3 separate regions of the Mus musculus genome follow, and regions 1 and 3 are each linked to region 2. Evidence: chromatin contacts called from public Hi-C data. All regions are on one chromosome and are shown on one strand. Each heading gives the region's core, a stretch centred on a gene start, on an enhancer-like site or on the middle of the called end of the contact. The rest is flanking DNA. Distances are from core to core; before and after follow the strand shown. Region 1 overlaps Cog5 (component of oligomeric golgi complex 5). Region 2 holds the start of Gpr22 (G protein-coupled receptor 22). Region 3 overlaps Cog5 (component of oligomeric golgi complex 5).

What was found. Hi-C and Micro-C count contacts between places; a contact is called where the count stands out from the background.
Region 1: a Hi-C map of cortical neurons shows a contact between it and region 2, with 2.3 times the contacts expected there. The contact joins the enhancer-like site here to the promoter of Gpr22 in region 2. A contact is called at or near these places in 1 of 39 promoter capture datasets (hippocampal neurons), 3 of 484 Hi-C or Micro-C datasets (cerebral cortex, cortical neurons and nephron progenitors), 1 of 115 datasets of contacts at active chromatin or transcription factors (embryonic stem cells) and 1 of 9 other capture datasets (liver).
Region 3: a Hi-C map of cortical neurons shows a contact between it and region 2, with 2.1 times the contacts expected there. The contact joins the enhancer-like site here to the promoter of Gpr22 in region 2. A contact is called at or near these places in 1 of 39 promoter capture datasets (macrophages), 2 of 484 Hi-C or Micro-C datasets (cortical neurons and nephron progenitors), 3 of 115 datasets of contacts at active chromatin or transcription factors (embryonic stem cells and neural progenitor cells) and 3 of 9 other capture datasets (adipose tissue, liver and pancreatic islet).

What each region holds. Positions count from the first base shown.
Region 1 is chr12:31,771,479-31,775,870 of GRCm38.p6, forward strand. All of the region lies in intron 7 of Cog5 (component of oligomeric golgi complex 5), which reads left to right. Among named protein-coding and RNA genes, the nearest start is that of Gpr22, 60 kb to the left of the region's middle. Within about 2 kb of position 2,168, at least 15 of the 459 cell types and tissues checked have an H3K27ac peak or open chromatin away from gene starts, as enhancers often do. A contact at or near this core is called in cortical neurons and hippocampal neurons, where this site is marked.
Region 2 is chr12:31,710,707-31,715,258 of GRCm38.p6, forward strand. Gpr22 (G protein-coupled receptor 22) reads right to left here and starts at 3,177. Exons shown (of 3, transcript NM_175191.5): 1 at 2,794-3,177; 2 at 865-1,855. All of the region lies in intron 6 of Cog5 (component of oligomeric golgi complex 5), which reads left to right.
Region 3 is chr12:31,754,710-31,759,271 of GRCm38.p6, forward strand. All of the region lies in intron 6 of Cog5 (component of oligomeric golgi complex 5), which reads left to right. Among named protein-coding and RNA genes, the nearest start is that of Gpr22, 43 kb to the left of the region's middle. Within about 2 kb of position 1,877, at least 27 of the 459 cell types and tissues checked have an H3K27ac peak or open chromatin away from gene starts, as enhancers often do. A contact at or near this core is called in cortical neurons, where this site is marked.

The DNA.
Region 1 (4,392 bases), core at 918-3,417, 60 kb after region 2:
TTGGACTTTCTGTTCTCAACCAGCCACTTTTGGATTAGCTGGGCCACAGCTCACAAGTTATTCTGATAAATCTCCTTTCTATAAGTAGAGAGAGAGTCTTTCTATATAGTCTGCTACTCTAGAGAGCCCTGACTAATACAGTATGTGTAGGAGCATACACATATGAGAGCAGGTAAGAAATGGGCATCAGAGCACCTAGGGCTGGAGTTACTTGTAGTGTTGAGCTACTTGATATGGGTGACAGGAGTTGAACTCAGGACCCTCCCAAGTTGTAGTGTACATGCTTTTAGCCACTAAGCTATCTCTTAAGCTCATTTAAAAAAATTTTTTTTTAATTTTATTTTATGATTTTTGGGTATTTTGCCTGTATATATGTCTGTATACCACATTCATTGCCTTGGATGTCAGAAGAAGGTGCAGATCCCCTGAAACTGGAGTTACAGATGATTGTGAACTGCCATGTAGGTTCTGACCATCAACTGTGGCTCCTTTAGAAGAGCAGCCAGTTCTCTGATTCACTGAGTTGTCTCTCCAACCACTGTTTTCTTTTCTTTTTCTTTTTTAATTTGCTTAAGTGTGTGGCTGTAACCCTAAAACAGAGGTCCTAAACACTGGTCGAAGAATCAGATATGTCTTCCTAGTGAGTGGTCAAGAGAAACACTAGAGATTACAGAATAAACACAAAACAACAACAAAAAAAGCAGATGACTTAGAACACCAAACGTACTGAAAAAGGACTACTAAGAATTAAATGCAGACCAAATAAATCTGGTGTGTGCAGGGAACCAAAGGCTATCATACTAAGCTTAACCTGGAGATAGGGAAAAATGATAAAATCATATGGAGGGAGGATACAGGATTTCTTAGAAGCAAGACCATTGGAAAATTCTGGGTGCTAAGTGGAGCTGATGAGAGCATGCTGACAGCAGGCAGCATGGATATTAAAGGAAGTCCAGACGGTGATAGAAAGCAGAGAGTAAAAGCTGAGAGGACGATCATTCAGAGTAACTGATGGGAGAATTGTGGTTCACCGTGTGCTTTTGTACATACATTTTACTGGAGCACTGCCAAGCTAATTTAACTGCAGACTGTCTAAGGCTGTGGCCCCTGATACAGCAGCAGAAGGCAGTATTTATGATGGAGGTAGCATAACCTATGACGTGTCAATCACTTAGGATTTGGCTCTTTACATTACTTCTGGTATTAGGTGATTGTCAAGTTTCATATGTGAACAGCATACCTGTAACGGCTACAAAATGCAGGAAAAGATGAGTGTGATGACTCTGGGGTGTGGGGGGTGTGTACGAGTGTGCACGCACACACGCTCACTCACACACATGCATACATTTAGGTCATGGGACATGGGGCAGGAGAGGTTGTTTAATTCCCTGGAGCTAGAGTTACACGTGGTTGATAATTGTTTAACATGGATTCTGAGATCCAAACTAGGGTGATCTGCAAAAGAAGCAAGCACTCCATGACTGGTTTTTACTATTCGTAGTTTCAAGATCATTGCAGTGTATACTTGAAACAATGCAGGTGACCATTTCAGTGACCTTACCTGGCATCTAGCCTACCTTCCTTTTAGGATAATGGGTTAGGTCTTTATTGTCATTTTTGACAGATGGTGTTACCTTTGTGCTTAGTGTTACAGCCTGAATGGCACTTCAATTGTGGAGTCAGTTGTGCTAAGGTCTAGGGTCCTCATACGGTCTGGGACCATGTTATATTTTCTTTTAAAACTTATTTTTTTAGAAAATGTACATAAACAATTTGATCTTTCTTTTTGTTTTTCTTTAGTCAATTGTACATTATCCATGTTTAGGTTGATATAGCCTGCTAGCTTACTAAATCATTACCATACCATTTCTATTTTCAAAATCATAAATCTTGTAGGTACATAGAAACTGTTATGTCTCTCTGTGTATAAAAAAACCCCATAAACATATGTAAGTAAACTTCCAAAGTCAGCAGTTTTATTTCACATGAATAAGCCTTACAGTAAAGACGTAATTCTATATGCAAGTGATTTATAGTGGTATTACTGATACTTGACAAAAACTTGGGAAGGACTGGCATGCTTTCTGTGCGGTGGTGTGTGATAGATCTCAGTATTAGGGCAAAACTGCATAGAAGTCTCCGTCTCAGATGTGGGGAAGATCTGCCAGCCATCTTCAATCTTTTATTCTCTGCTGTTGACCCTCAGAGAGAAAATAGTATTTCAGCAGGCTCCATTACTTCAAGCTTTAAAACTAGCTTTCAAAAATAGGTGATGGAGATTTTGATCTGGATGAGTTCCTGCATCACCATAGATACCCGGCCCCCACAGGGAAACGATGACATTTTAATTAGCAAGATGGGTTTAACTTGTGAATTACAAGCTTTCCCAGCAAACAAGCACAGGGCTGGTGGAGGCTCTGGGAGGGTGAAGGAAGATAATGTTTGTGTCTTCAGAGGTCATCATCTGTACTCAGTTCTTTCAGGGCCTAGGACCTGGTCCTAGAGACCACAACTGAACAGCCTCACACTTGCCCTGTATCCCCAAGGCAGGAACCTCCTTGGTTAAGTCTGGGGTCCTGGTGGGTATCAGTTTTCAAACAACAGTCCTGTAAGAGTGCCCCCCAGTCAGGGTTCTGAACACAACTGTGTAGGACTATAGGCCATCAGAGAACAATTGCAGGGCTCACAGTGTGCACTCAGGCTCTCTGCTTACTTTGTGACTGAAAAGTCTGGTATTTGTCTTGAATAAATTCTCAGAGTTAACCAGTTTCTTAAGCTCTTAAAATAAATTGCTGGAAGTGTTAAACACAGTAGCATATATACTAAACATAGAAACAATATACTTCAGCAGGCAACTTTAAAACATGTTCTCCTCTCTTACATGGGACCTGATGAACATATTGTGATGTCCTTTTAAACATTATTTGTGACCATCTTTCTCCTTTGATTCCTAGTTTTGGTGACCACTATTCCCTTAGGTTCTGAGAGTGGACTTTTCAGCTCACACGAATGAGTGAGCCTGTGCATGTAGAGTCTGCCTTCAGTGTTTGCTTGGTTAAACACTGCCAATGGTGCTCTATCCGCTTGACGGCTGAGTAGGTTTGTGTTATATGTGCCACGGTTTATTCACTTGTCTACTGGTAGGTGCCTAAATTGTTTTCAATACTGTTGTTATTGTGACTAGTAATAAATAAAATTTGCACATAATTTTGTATTTATAGTGATTTTATCTCATTGAATGCATATGTGGGAGTGAAATCACTAGATGATAGAGTAGTTCTTTTTTAAGGATTTTTTTTGCTTTCTATTGCTCTTTCAAGAAGAGTTGTGTTTGCTAGGTATCCCGCCTTGTTACTCTCTCCTCCTTAGTTTTAGAGCCTGGCCTCACTGTCCATGGCCCTGTGCTTCTGGCCCCAGGCTTCAGCACTCTACCTGCCTTCACCCTTCATAGGCGTGGGTGTGGATGGCTGTGCCTAGCTTTTTTCTTGGATGCCTGGATATAAACTAGGTCTTCAATGTAATATAGCCAGTACTGTTAACACTGCATGTCTTTCTAGCTTACAAGTTTGATTTCTTTTGAGAAACAGTCCATCTCTAAAGTTCTGGCTAGCCTTGAAGTCACTTTGTGTAGCTCAGATAAGTTCCAGTCTCCTGAGTCCTGAGATTACTGGGTGTACCACTAAGCCTGACTTTGATTTTACTTTTCTGATATATATGTATATTTGTGTGTTAATACATGTGTATAAGCCGGGCGTGGTGGCGCACACCTTTAATCCCAGCACTTGGGAGGCAGAGGCAGGTGGATTTCTGAGTTCGAGGCCAGCCTGGTCTACAGAGTGAGTTCCAGGACAGCCAGGGCGCACAGAGAAACCCTGTCTTGAAAACCAAAAACCAAAAACCCAAAAAACAAAAAAACAAACAAAAACCCCATGTGTCTAGATGCATGTGTGTACACATTGAGGCCAAGTCAGGTGTCTTCCTTGACAGTTCTTCACATTGTTTTCAAGAGCCAATCTCTTACTGAACATGGTGCTTGCAGATTCAGCGAGGCTGACTTGCCAACGACCTCCGGGGCTCCTTCTGTCTCTAAGTAGTGCTGGGATTATAGGTGCCCCACCACACCTGCCTTTTATGTGAGCCTGTGAACTAAACTCAGGTTCTCAGGCCCGTGCAGCAGGGACTTTGATCACTGAACCGTCTCACTAGCCGTTTCTAGTTTTGTCCTGTCTTCTTAATGACTGCACCCAGTTATCCTCCCACCAGCATTGCATAAGCTCCCTTCCTTCATACCGTCACCAGCATTTATTTTTACTTTTGATGATGACCATCATAACGGGTGAGATGATGTTGCATTATGGGTTTGAAGTGCTTTTGTTTGCGATTATAAGATGA
Region 2 (4,552 bases), core at 1,927-4,426:
TTACAGAAATTGGGGGGGGGGTTCATTATGCTAAAGTAAAAAGCCACAAGCTTAGTAAAAAGTAGTCCTGTGGCTGATTTATTTTGTGACCACACCCTCTTGTGTGTTGTAGAAAGAGGAAATTAAAATTTCATGTGTATTAAGAAGTAGATGCTTTTGAAGTGGTTTTAAAGACTGTATTCAGTTCTTTTGCTTAAATAATTTGTGGGGTAGAAAAATGAAATTCTAAAAAATATTCTGAAGTCCATTTTTGAGGAAGCTTTTAAGTTATACATTACTTGTGAAATATTTTGTTCACATCAGCCAGTGAATAATTTTGAAAAAAAGTTCTGAAATAAACAGGTTTGACTAATTCATGCAAATATATATTTTAGGAGTTTAGTCATTTATAAAAATGATATCTGATTTTCTGGCCTGAAATGTCTGCAATGAGGTTACTCAGCTTAACATATGAATTCATACATCCAAGTATATTTCACATTTCAGGTATAACATTTTAACAGCAAAATACTTCATTTTGAAGTATAAAAATTAATGGTTTTCAAAATTCACAATGACATTTAAATTGATGTTACCTTTGACAACCTTATGCATGTTATTCATATTTCAGAAACATATGACAGTAATTTCATTTTAATGGGTATTACCAGGCACATATTTATATAAAATGGCTCAGCTTACTGAAATCCTGTGAAAATGGGCAATTCTAAGAGAACTAAATTTTCTGAACTGGAAGACTGAACATCAGGTCTTTGTTTTGTCACATCACATTTATAATTAAATAAAGCACACTTGTCAAGTACAACAGCAATGATAGAAAACATGCATTTTCTTCTGTGGGGCTCCATGCATCCTCTGACCTACCTGTTTACTGTTGCTTTATGGGCCTTTGGGCTCACCATGGTAGTTTTCCACAAATTGATACATGATGTCATTGACAATTCTGACATGAATTTTTTTTTCCTGGTAACAGTGGAGTAGCTGTGTTTTATTTCATGTTTTGTAGGAATTCATTCATTTGCTATTTGAGTACTTGAGTTGTATGATGAGATTTAGTTGGCTAATGGATATCTAAAGAACAGCACATAATTTTCAGGCAAATGAAACTTCATCAAATGATAGAAATTGCATTTTCTTTTTGAAGAAATAAAAGATTGTATCTCTTTATTTTCCAGAATATGTGAAAATAGAAAAGGAAACATCCCGTCTCTAGCTTCTAAAATGCATTTAGATATCCATTTGTTTTCAGGCTCTGTCTGCAGCAGGTCTCATTGTTTGGAAATGATTTCTTGATCACATAATTTGCTTTATATTATAAATCCAGTACACGCTCTTTTGATAAAAACCATCTGCTATTTAATTCGGTTTGTTCTCATTAGAAGAGGATGCATAATTGGTCATAAAGCTCAGATGGAAAACTCTATTAGTCATACCAATTGATATGAATATCTAAATAGTGCAGAAAAACCTTTGCTAAAGCTTTGTTTTGCTTGCTGGCACATCATGACATTCTCCTTTTTGAAGTTTTTGCTTCACTGTTTCTTGCACAATCAATAGTGTCCATAATTCTGCTATATTAAAGTGTGAGATCTTCCTTTTAAAACGCTCACCAGTTGGTCTTCAGGCTTTTACAGTTCTATTTTTTTCTTTTCGTGGTTAGTCTATGTAGCATCGTCTTGGGATGCTGTCAGCTTGTTCCGTTCCAGCACAGCTAATCTGAGGCTTTAACTCCTTAGTGTCTTAAAATCATGTGTTACAAGAATATCTGGTAGTCTGTGGTTCAGAGGCTAGCGAGCCTCTCAGTCAGTTGCAGTCTTCAAATTGTCAGTTGTGTATACTGAATTAGGTGTGGGCCCTTGTGAAAAAGGCAAAAAATGATTAAGGACTAGGTATCCTAATAATTTTGAATTAATCACAAGTTACTTTGGTTAGAGAAATTAATCCATGTAGCATTTGTTCTCAAAATAAGCAAACTGTATTGCTGTAGGCATAGCTATAGTCATAAAATGAAGCTTCTTCAAATAAAATCTCCTTTTCAAAATAGAAATAATACTATGTTACCTGATTGAGCCGCAGAATTAGCATTGAAATATAAACATGAGAAAAACTGTAATTCTGAAATATTCCTCTTCTCTCTTAGAAGCGATTTTGAATGTTCAGAGATTATGAACAGTTAGTATTCAGTAAACATACTACCACGTCCCCCTGGGTAATAAATTTAACATTTCCCGCATGCTGGGAAATATTGCAGCTTGTTTAATTATTAGCACATAGCTTGAACTTTAACTCATTAAACCAGATTCTGTGATAAGACACTATAAATTTCTTTTGATGAATTGCTCATGTGGGTGAAATGTAAATGGTAGTAAAAAAAAATCTTAACTGCATATTAAATAATTTTCAGTAAGCATGCCTAATTATAATCTTAACATAAAACAGCCAGAGAGTCAACTAGCTTCTTATAAGAAATATGAATGTTCTTTTAGCACTTGAGAAAGGCTGTATTATTGACATTAAGAATATTTGGTATATCCGAAGAGACTTAAGAGCTGCTGTTTTTGGAGTTCATTGTAGAGAACAGAACAGAATGGTTTTTTTTAACAGTGCACCCTAAAAATTACATTAAAATACATCATGTGTTAAAAGAAACCAATTTAAAAATTACCTATTTACCAATAAGTAGAAGGAAAACAATCAAACTCTTAAAAATTTAGGCTAAAAATTCCAAAGTAATTTTATTCCACTGTGCTGTTTCAAAAGCACCTATATACTATAATAAGGAACACATCTTACCTCTGCTAAAGAGCTGACGAGTTCCTGATGTAGTTGAAGCATTTCCAGTTTTGATTGATTCATTCTGTTGATTTGAAAGTACAAGGGCTGGGGGAAAAGGGTTATAAAAATCTCTTCCAAGCGACCTTAATGGAAATGTATCTACTGTGCCATTGTTTCAGCAGCCCTGCTAATGTATAGAATATGTAGTGCTGCTTCGGCTGCAGCAGCCTCTCACTCTTCCTACTGTGGAGTCAATAAGCATCTGAAAATGCGTAATGAAAGTAATTTAGCATACTGAAGGCTTCTTGTCTCCTGAGACAGCATTCGGATCCAGGCTTTCTGAAAAGGAAGGGCACTGCTCTGGAGAGGGAAGCCTGCTCCGAGCAGCTTTTGCAGAGTGACAGCCTACCTTGTCGCTTCTCCCCACTGCAGAGAGATGCAGTGCATTCACTAATTTTGATTGGCCAGTTGTATTGGCTTAAACTGCTTCATATGTATGGCAGGGGTGTTCCCCCCCCTCCCCAATGGCTTTATATAAGGATGCTGTTTTAAAAGCCTAAGTTTTTTTAACTGGTTGTTTGTTGCTCTTAAATAGAATATGAGTAAATTAGTCTTTTAAAAATGTGTATTTGGTTCTGGCTTATTGATTCCCAATGCCAAACATTAAGAACATAGTTTTTTTCTTTTTTGTTGTGTTTCTGCTTTTGTTTCGTGTATGTGTGTGTCGAGGAGGTTACATCGTAAAAATAATATATTTTAAGTCTGGGTAACTGGACTGTTAGTAGCTGTGTCTGCTTTGGGTTGAGGTTCTTTGTTCTACAGATAGAAAGCCCTGCATCTTCACAGTGAACCAGGTTTGATTTCAACTAGTTTGTTTGTATCCAAGTCATTTCTTTGTATTTTAAATTGTAATTATTTTATGTTACTTACTGACTTCAGTGTTCATTCACTCAGATATTTCTTCATTTCATTCATTAGTTCATGTTACTGATCACATAGACTAAAGGGGATTATATCACAAAACATTTGTAGCTATTCCATTGCTTGCATAATGGTAGAGTATGTGGACATGGTAATCTTAGTCCTCACTTGTGCTGATATTTTTATGTATATGTGTGTACTGATCATTTTCTATTAATATTTTATCTCACTGGGCTATTTCTGTTTGTAACATGGGCACATTTCTTGGTGGATTGATCTTTCTTAAATATTGTATATGGTGATTACTGATGCTGCTGGCAAATATATGTGGTAAAGAAAATGTATGTATTCTCATAGGCTATAAAGCTAAACTATTTAAGATGAGTGTTAAAAGTAACAAAGGAATGATAAAAATAAAACATTAATTTAAAATTAAATTTCTATCAATTGTTAGTAATTTAAAATACATTTCTGTTCTTGTTAGTGAGGTACATATCTTTTTAGGCGGAAAAATATGTAGTAGCCAGATTATTTTTTAGATTACATTTCTGTATATATGTGTGTGCATCTGCCCTGATGCACATATCATGGTCAGAGGACACCTTGTAGGAATTGGTTCTTTCTTTCCATCACTTGGATTCTGGGGCAGGAACTCAGACATTAGACTATTTTCTTAATGTTTGGCATTGGGAATCAATGAGCCAGAACGAAATACACATTTTTAAAAGACTAATTACCCATTGAGCCAAAAAGGAACATGGTACTGATGGCTATGTTATTAGCATATTAATCATGACTTATTTCCAGTTTTAGGAATAGTGTTGAGTTTTCAAAGTGTTGTATCCTAGATTTTTAA
Region 3 (4,562 bases), core at 627-3,126, 43 kb after region 2:
CAGGAAAGAAAGCTATCACCCATTTTAATGGAAAGGATTTATCCTTCACCCTGGGTGAGACAGAGAGAAAAGAATAGGCTTTCAATGCTACGTTTCTCTAAAGCTTTGAAGAACGGGGAGATCAAACATTCCCTGAGAAGTGTTTTAGACTTGAAATATGATGATTCAGAGAGGGTTTACTAAGCCTCAGGCTATTCTATGCATAGTTTATGTGGTCATATCAATTAAGAATTAACTGGAAAAGTACAAAATTTAACCTGAAGCCCTTCTCCAGCATCCCATTTCTCCTAAATTTCATTAGAAGGCCAAGAGGTAGCAACTAACACCCTATTTTAAAATAATATTTTGCTTTGGTGTATTTTTTAAATCTTTGTTCATATCAATGATGTATGTATATGGAGGGTCACAGGATAACCTTGGTTGTTGGCCCTTACTTTCCAACTTGTTTGAGACAGTATCTTTTTTTTTTTTTTTTTTTAAAGAAAATTCCTTTACAATCTAGTTGAGCTGTGAATTTCTGGGGATCCGGCTGTCTCTGTTTCCTGTCTCCCTGTGAAAGAGTGTTGGGGTTACAGATGTGTGCTCCTGGCTTCAGCTTTACGTACAAGGTCTGAAGGATTTGAATTCAGGTCCCCGTGCCTGTGTAGGTGCTTCACCCTCTGAGTTATCTCCCCAGCACCGATGCAGTTTTTAGAGTTAGGAAGTATACTTCATATATCTCAATAGCCATCAAGCCATCTTATGAACATAGGTGATTTATTCTTTACCTTAGAGTCTCAGAAAGGGTAATGAGTTTCCTATGGTCATGTAGTCAACTGGTATCACAGTCCAGATATTCTAATTCCTAGTTCAGTATGATAGGTTGGGTTGGTTTTTTGTTTGTTTGTTTGTTTGTTTGTTTGTTTTAGGCTACTTAGGTAATTTGTCAAAGTGTAAGTTGTTTGATAATTTATATCAAATAGCTTAAAATGCTTCTTTGAATGGGTTTTGCTTTGGTACATCCTCTGTGAAACAAACAATTTCATCTTTGTAACTTTTTGACAGAAGCAATTCTAGATCCTTAACATTTTATGTATGAAAATGGAGACATAGTTCAGTGGTGAAATGCATGCTGAGTCTTTAGGTTCAGTCTTCAACTAAAACCACCATCAAAAGTAAATATGTGTAGCTGTAAATAAACAACAAAATAACACACAGGTATTGGTTGGTTTTGTGTGTTAAATTGACACAAACAAGAGTCATCAGAGAGGAAGAAGCCTCAATTAGGAAATGCCTGTGTGAGATCCAGCTTCAATCAGTGGGGGATGGCCCAGCTCATTGTGGGTGGTGCCATCCCTGGGCTGGTAGTTCTGTAAGAAAGCAGACTAAGTAAGCCATGAGAAGCAAACCAGTAAATAGCACCCCTCCATAGCCTCTGCATCAGCTCATGCTTTCAGGTTCTTGTACTGTTTGAGTTCCTGTCTGACTTCCTTTGATGATAAACAGCAAGGAGGAAGTGTAAGCTGAATAAAACCCTTTCCTCCCCAGCTTGGTTTTTTTTTTTTTTTTTTAATTTTTGTCATGGTGTTTTGCTGCAGCAATAGAAATCCTGACTAGACAGGTATGGGTTTTTTGTTTGTTTTGTTTGTTTTGTTTTTTAAAAGAGGTTCACTGTAGAAGAGAAATACATATATTGTATGTATTTCAGATCATCTGAAGATTGCTTGTGCTTTTTCTGAGGCATGCATTTGAATGATGCTCTTTGAAAAGTAAATGTGTGGGAGGAAGCGACTTTTGTTGATTGGTGACTATAGCCAGCTGCCCAGTCTCTGTGTCAGTTTTTATTCCTCTGCTTTTTTCTCACATAAACACCCAGGGGAGGCTCTGTGCTATTTTGGTGCTGGTTGAGAGTGTTGGGGATTCAGTCATACCCGTGCAAATCCCCCTATTCTCTTCTCAGTGCTTGCCTCTGTATCATGGTGTTATGTAATTTCTTTTTTATTTTCTTTTTTAAACTAGTTCTGAGACCTCAGAACATTTCTTGATGAGCTTGGTATTTATAAAGGCTTTATCTTGTTGGCAGTTAATACCCTTTGCATTGCACCTTCCTTTGGAAGATAGACTCCCCTTCTACAGTGTGAGGGACTCGGAGGATGCCAGCTGGGCCTGCACACCTTCCTCTAGGTGTGCTGCTCTTATCTACGTCTTGGCTGAATGGATTCAGCCTTTGGTTTTTGAACATTTGAAATTAAGTTCTAATAACTTGAGTGTACTTATCTAATAAAGTTATAATACTTAAAGGAAAAGTATTAAAATGCCAAAACACTTTTTTATGTTTTTGAATGTGTAACATTTAAAACTGCCTACCAAATTTATGAATGTCTTACTAGAAACACATTATGTTATCCATCTGTTTCTTTTGAGATGCTCACGTGTCAAATAATATATTGTTAACTTGTGCAGACTCTCAACCAATCCTTGATGTATGTATTCTTTGAAATCTTTATTTAAGGCCCTATAAGGAATGTTTTATTTTTAAGCAAATGTTTTGTCCATAGTACTGTTTTTAAATGGCGATATTATGCTTTTATGTATTTGTTATGTTGATGGTGTAGGCTTTCAGTTTTGTTCTCAATAATGCTACAGGAGCATTTCTGTACGTGTTCACTAATATACTCACACACAAGCACATGTTAAATATATCCAAATGCAATATTTTGGCCATAAAGATACTTGTTTGGAACATTTTTATGATAACTCCAAATTGCTTTTACTTTAAAATGTTCACATATGTATTTGCAAATATGCATGTACATTTCACTTGTACATGGTGCATATGTATGTAAATTTCATAATTAACATTGTAATAAATACTTTATACCCAGTTATATTCACTTTTTCCTTTTTAATATTATTTACCAACAGTTACAAAATCACTGATTGAAAGTATAGGGTTTTTTTAGTCCACTTACCTTACCTTTATATTTTTTTCTTGAATTCTACTTCAGATTGAAAGCTAAAGAATACAAAGAAATTAGGGAACCAGTGAGAAAACACAAGCAGCAATCCTTGAAACCTGACAATGGTGGAAGAAGGCAGAATTCATTTCTTAGTACCTTAAAATATTTAGCAAACTGGATATTATTTAAAATAAAGCCTTTATGTTCATTATTACTATTTATGCTCTTAATATGTGTGTCTGGGCTTTGGTTGGATTTTTTTTTGTAATTTATTAATCTTCACAATTTAAATAAAGGTAGATTCCCAGTAATAGCACTCATTTCATCAAATTTCCCTTCTAAGGAGATGCTAAAAATACATTAAACTCAAGTAGATCAACTTAATCTTGTATATTATGCCAGTGGAGGAAATTCAGCATGTACTGGTGTAAATTCTGTTTCATTTAGTACTGCCTAGTAGTCAGAGTGTTAGCAGTGCTGCCTATTTCTGTTATATCTAGAAGTAGCCCCCTGTGACCGTGCTGTATCAGCTCAAAGACTCCATCCTCAAGTCAGAGAATCTGCTCCCGTTTCTACCACTTTAACCTCCACCCCACAGACAGCTCAGCAGTTTAACCCCAAGCCTGAGTTCTTTTTACTCATGGAGTGGTCCAGTTCTCTGGTTTCCCTGCACTCTCAACCTACAGTTATAAAATCTGACATTTCATAAGTGTTTAGCTGTTTACTTCCTTACTAAATTTAGAATGTTAGCATTTACTGCTATCATTATCCTAACTTGGCTAAATTCGTTCCGTGGTAGGATTTTTATGCTTATATTTTTAGATAACAAATTGGAGAAGTAATATTGTCTGTCTTTTGAACCTAAAGCTTTTCTTCAAAATTCTCAGAAAATTAAAATTTAAGTGAAAACTTTTAGGACTATGGATGTAGCTCAATGATAGATGCTTAGGAATGTGTGTGGAAGACTCTGGGATACACATTCAGCACCTGTCAAGTAAACAAAGGAGAGATTTTGTTTTGATTCCCTGAGTATTGCAGTTTATACTAACTCCGCCGAACAGAACGGTATGTGACATAGTTTGACTTTCACTCCTATGTTTTGATTCTGATGGTAGTCCACAGAGCATTTAAGGCATGAATTATGTATTGTTGCCAGTTTGCATCCAAAACTCTTTAAAGCTAAACGAGTGTATCATTTGTCTGTAATTACCTAGTAAGTTTCGGACACACTTAAGTTCAAATGATTTGAAGGTATTTCCAGTAATCATTTGTTGTGGTAAGCCTTATTATGCACTTTTGGATCTACATCTCCAAAAAGAACACACTGTGTCCAAGCTTGGCAGCACATGCCTTTCATCCCAGCACTCAGCAAGCAGAGCAGGTCTCTGAGTTTCAAACCAGCCTGGTCTGCAGAGTTCTAGGATAGCTAGGGCTGTTACAAAGAGAAACCCTGCCTTGGGAGTTGGGGGTGAGGAAACAGAAAAGAAAAAGAACTCACTGTGGTGAAGTATAATGTGTGAAGGGCAGTCATTATATGTCCATAGTATTCAGTCATCACATTGTGCTGTATTGTATTAGATGCTTTAATATAATTTGACCTGGTTGGTATGTTGTAACCTAACT